Linked DNA regions of Nomascus leucogenys: region 1 is linked to region 2. A link is a contact called in public Hi-C data. All regions are on one chromosome and are shown on one strand. Each heading gives the region's core, a stretch centred on a gene start, on an enhancer-like site or on the middle of the called end of the contact. The rest is flanking DNA. Distances are from core to core; before and after follow the strand shown. Region 1 overlaps RORA (nuclear receptor ROR-alpha). Region 2 overlaps RORA (nuclear receptor ROR-alpha).

Region 1 (2,700 bases), core at 121-2,620, 330 kb before region 2:
TATTGGGCTGGAAAAAGCTGAATTTTAGAATTAGGTAGGCTAGTGTTCAAGTTCTGGTGTGGCTACTTTCTAGCTGGGCAATCTTGGGTATGACAGATAGTTTCTCTGATCTCCCCTCCTCATTTGGAAAGTCATGATCACCATAACCATCTGGTAGGGTCTGTTGTGAGTACCAAAATGAAAGGTGGAAGCATTTGGCCCAACACCTGATTCAGAGCAAGTGCCAAAGAAACATTAGTGCCCTCCCCTTCACCAGAGCTTCTTCCTGGATGGCCCACTGACCCCCGGCGTCCTCTGATATTTCTGGGGTCACCCAGAAGGTGAGTAATCACTTTACGATGTCTGAGATTTTTAGTCTTGACTGCTTTTGTTTTCTAAATGATGGAACTCCCAAGCCTTGGTTTCCGTGGATTTGCTCTCGTTTCTTAATCACATTCACAGATTACTTCCCAGTCAAGTGAGATGTTCAATAGAAAATTTATTCCAGGACACCGTGGTTTTAGTGCACAATTAAAGAAAAAAAAACATGGGAAAGAAGCCAGCTGGACTATGAAATATTCATTTGCATCACAAATATTTACTGCGTTCTGTGTGCCAGGTACTGTGATAAGTCTTGGAGACAGAACAGTGGACATGGTAGATAAAATTCAAATCCTGAAGGCAATTCCATGAACCACAAATAGAAAGCACACCTTTGTATTTCTTGTCATGGCTATAGATCTGACTGGGGATGTATGTAAGGAGGAGTGGCTGCCTGGTTCTCACAAAGCATGGCGGTGGACTTAGTGAATTCATTCTCTGTGGCTAGGAGCCTGCATTCCCCCTCACCTCCCCATGGGCAAGCACTTTGGGAAAGCCCTTTCCCCAAAGCCTCCCGCCCTTTCTCTCGCAGTCTGACATTGCAGTTTACATTTGGTGCTTCTTGAGTCCAAAACAATTTCTTAATTCAACAAATGATCACACATCATTCCCTGGCCGTGTAAAGTACAGCAAATTAGCACAGCCAAAGCAGGAAATATTTGCTCTGAATGTGCACCCCTCTTTGTTTTCACAGCCTCTTCCCAGTCAATGGAGTGCAGATCATCTATTGCCAGACACCATGGTATACACTAGGGTTACAGAGGTGAATAGGCATGGTCCCTTTCCTACAAAACTCACAGTGTGAAAGGGAGACAGACATTAACAGAAACACTTAATCCACTGGACTGAGTTCCATAGGAAGCAGTGACATGGCAAAAGGAGTGGTCAATTGTTTGGAGGGAACTATGAGATGGAAAAAAGGGGAAAGATAATTTTCAAAAGACAAAACAGCATGCATATAAAGGAATAAATATTTTTTGTTGAGACCCCCTTTAATAGACTCTAATTCTACAGCTGTTACTTTGACACCCTGTACAGTAAATCCATAGTATTTAAGCAGATTCTATAGTCATCCAAATATTTGCCTGTAGCCATTCTTTAACCGTGTCTGCTGCTAACAAATGCCAGCAAAGCACAGCATTGTCTTTGTTTTAACATTTGCCTTAAAATAGGGCCACCTTTCTGTTTTCCACCTGACTCACAGTGAAACAGAAAGACCCGGAATGAAGTAAGTCATTTGGCGTCCTGAGATAAAGGACAGCACAGCCTGTCACGTGGCAGTCACGGGGGAAGTTGTACTGACAGTCTCTTAGAAATGCAAAAACAATAAGGGGACTTGGCAACCAGAGTGGAATACCAAGACGTTGGCCAATTTCCTCTAGGCTTTCCTAGGAGAGGTGGATGTAGGAGGCTGGGGTGGAGGGGCTGATCACAGGCTTGCTCTACTGGCTCTAGAAACCAGAGGTGTAACCGGGAGCTCTCTGTAACTTTCCAGGTGGTGAGCACGGAGGCCGTGGACATGGCAGGGATTTCCATGTCCACACCAAGGGCCACTCCCTGAGCCTGAGCATGAGGTGGTGAGCTCTGAGCTCACTCCTGAATCCCAGCACATAATCACTTAGAAGCCAGGGAAAGAGGAAGTCCTCCAAAGCATGGCTGCCCTTACCCAGTGTTTTGTGGAGGCTACTTTAGGCAGATTATCAGTAAGAATAAACCCTATAGTGCTATAATGGGCAAGCAGTGATACCTTTTCAAAGCACTATTTTTTCCAAATTGAACTTTTTTCTAAAACTAAATTATGGTAATGGTTGTACTACTCTATACATTTATTAAAAATCAGTAAATATCATTAAATTGGATGCTTATAATGTGTGGATTTTGTGGTATATAAACTATGCCTCAGTAAAGCAGTTCTAAAAAATTTTTAAATCACACCTGTTAATGGATTCCCCAAACACTGTTTCTCTAGCACCTAGAGGTATTGATTTTTTTTGTTTTGTTTTGTTTTGTTTTTGAGATGGAGTCTTGCTCTGTCACCCAGGCTGGAGTGCAGTGGCACGATCTCTGCTCACTGCAAGCTCCGCCTCCCGGGTTCACGCCATTCTCCTGCCTCAGCCTCCCGAGGAGCTGGGACTACAGGCGCCCGCCACCATGCCGGGCTAATTTTTTGTATTTTTAGTAGAGACGGGGTTTCACCGTGTTAGCCAAGATGGTGTCAATCTCCTGACCTCGTGATCCACATGCCTCGGCCTCCCAAAGTGCTGGGATTACAGGCGTGAGCCACCATGCCCGGCGAGGTGGTGATTTTTTTGTTTTTGTTTTGTTTTGTTTTGTTTTTTG
Region 2 (2,700 bases), core at 113-2,612:
CTATCCCTTGCTAATAGAATAATGAGAATCACACATGCTACCCCCACACATTTGTCTTGGAGTGACCTCTGTCTGCCATAAAATAATAGATTCATAGTATTGTGCTTTGAAAAAAGTGCCTCAGAAGTACTGGCAATGCAATTTTTCTATAAACTCAGCTGCCTGAGAGAGAGAGAGAGAGAGAGAGAGGTAGAGGAAGAGGGAGAGAGAATCCATCTGGACAATTAGAATATTTCACTCCCAATATCATAATATCCTGAATTTTAATGGGATTATCTTGCTTTGGTGCAAACTTAAGCTGAAAAAGAAAATAGTTTGTGGGAAAGTGAGGAATGCTGTAAATGTTTCCATATCAGATTTAAGAGAGAAAAACTGGCTTAGAATCTTATTAAATACTTCCCTATTGTCTCTCAGTTTTAATAGTTAAATTGGTTCCATGTGTAAGAGAGTTTGTATAACTAGATTTTTCGTGCAAAACAGAAATACTATTTACAATATAGCTTTTTGGTATGTGGATGCGTGTGGACAAGGGAGGAGAGAACAAGCCACCATAAAAGAAAGATTCCCTTTGTTGGCTGATTTACTGATGTTTTTTAAACATCATTAAATCAGGCCCTTTGAACTCACCAGAGAAGAAAATCCTTCCTCTGCATTAGTTGTCAAATAAGTTTAGGCTTAGTTTCATGCTCAAATGTAATAAATCTTCATTTGAGCAACTCTAGTCCCATCCTTCAATTTTGCTTTTGTTTAATTAACAACAAAATTCCAATACCATTTGGATTGCTTCTTGGGCAAAGGGAGAGAGCCAGCCATAACATTTATAATCGGGGGAGCACTTGTTCTGCTCATCGTAAAAGTGCATTGGCCAAATGTCACGCGGCAGCGGAGTACTGAAAGGAAACGTAAGACGTTCATCAGTTTCAGTAGATTATATACCCCTTTGCTTCATATGAGTGCTCAGCCTGTGTTCATGTAAATGGAGTTATAAGAGCACAGGGAGGCTTAAAGGGAATTTCTGGCCCATAGATTCTTCCCCCCACCTGATTCATGTGCAAATGCAAGACTCCTCACCACTTTGAAAATACTGTATGTGTTGGTAGTATGTCCAACTCTAATAAATACGATTCAGTAGTTTTGAAGAACTTGGCCTTTCTTTTTACCAAATGAAATTGGAATTCGATCTCTGATCTCATTGTAAGGACCCACTGCCTGGTATCCCTTCACTGGGATTTTTGTACCGTTTTTGTTACCTGTGATGGGAAGGATTGGGAGAAGGTGATGGCTGGATCTTGAAAAGAGAAAACCCAAATGGTTGCCAGTACTGAGCAGAGTGCTTATCTGGCAAGAAGGGATCACTTCTTTTAAAGACAAAGAGGATTTCTGAATCCATTTATCCATGGGAGGAGGGAGAAGCCTGGACCCTCCATGAAGTAGAGAGTATTTTAAAAGCACGATTTTCATGGGCAGCCTCTTGATTTTATATATTTCAATCACATTACTTGAGATACAAAGCAACATCATGCACAAGTAAACCCTTTTGCCCACGATTTGAATTGAGAACCATATAATTTATTTAGTGCTGCCCAGTCATGAAATAATGTAATTTCTAAACAGAAATAGTCATTTAAAAATATACAGTATGTCATCTAAACCTTAGCTCTTTAATATGTAGTAGATATACTTGTAAATATATTAATAATTCTCATTAGTGTCCTTTTCCTCCTATCTTTCCCTCCCACTCAAGTGAAACACAATAAAAATGGATGAGATCAGCAAGGTGATAATTGCAAAGCACCTACAATAGCACCCAGCCACTTTGTTATTTGCTCTGGGGTACCTAGGAAAATAATATTCATAAATGGCCATTTACTGGGGAAAAGAAGTTACTGGATGGATAGATGGATGGATGGGTGGACGGATGGATGAACAGATTTGCAGAGGTAGATGTAGGGTTCAGTTTTAAAAATCTCTTAAATTATTGTAGGGATCAACAAAACCCCTTATGTGGAACAAATTTCCTAAGAATACTCTGTCATGGAAATGTTTTCTGCATACATTTTTACTATTTACAGCATTTATTAGTAAGAAATCAAGGCTGCCTTTATATATTTCATATTTAATAATTTTAAAACCATAATTAGACATTCAGAGTCAGCAGCTACACCATTTTTATGTTTCTCTACTTAAAAAATAGTTTTTTCGGAGCCATCCACCAGTGACAAGTCAGGTGTGAACTGACATTTGATAGTATCTCAAAGACCACATACAGACCCTCTGAGGAATGATTTACAAGTTCTGTCTCCCTCATCTAGCTATTCTACTGAAGATAACTCCCTTCCATCCCAACCTTTTGACTCATGAACCAAGAGAGTCGTAGTCAGAGCTTTTACTATCCGTCAGTATTTTGTGTGACATGATAGAACATGATTTTTCTGTTAATTGTCAAGAGTGCTATGTCAAGAGATAGGAGGTCTAAATAGATGGATAATAGCATATACCATCCAATGGGCAAAATGCAAGGAAGCAGCTGAAATCTTTTGTTTCTGGATTTTCTTTTTGGAATGAAATTTGTTAGCCCTCATCATATTTTCAGGAAATAATATGATAACTTTAAAAATCTTTGCTCCTGTCAAGGATTATTATTGTCAATAAACAATAATGTTAAGTTTCTTCCCTAGGTTTTCCAGTTATTTCATTTTT

What was found. A called contact is a pair of places that touch in the nucleus more often than the background predicts.
Region 1: a Hi-C map of a lymphoblastoid cell line shows a contact between it and region 2, with 7 times the contacts expected there. The contact joins two enhancer-like sites. A contact is called at or near these places in 2 of 4 Hi-C or Micro-C datasets (both in a lymphoblastoid cell line).

What each region holds. Positions count from the first base shown.
Region 1 is chr6:80,151,216-80,153,915 of Asia_NLE_v1, reverse strand. All of the region lies in intron 1 of RORA (nuclear receptor ROR-alpha), which reads left to right. Among named protein-coding and RNA genes, the nearest start is that of RORA, 310 kb to the left of the region's middle. Within about 2 kb of position 1,370, the one cell type or tissue checked has an H3K27ac peak away from gene starts, as active enhancers do. A contact at or near this core is called in a lymphoblastoid cell line, where this site is marked.
Region 2 is chr6:79,825,008-79,827,707 of Asia_NLE_v1, reverse strand. The region is part of intron 2 of RORA (nuclear receptor ROR-alpha); the gene reads left to right. Among named protein-coding and RNA genes, the nearest start is that of ICE2, 110 kb to the right of the region's middle. Within about 2 kb of position 1,362, the one cell type or tissue checked has an H3K27ac peak away from gene starts, as active enhancers do. A contact at or near this core is called in a lymphoblastoid cell line, where this site is marked.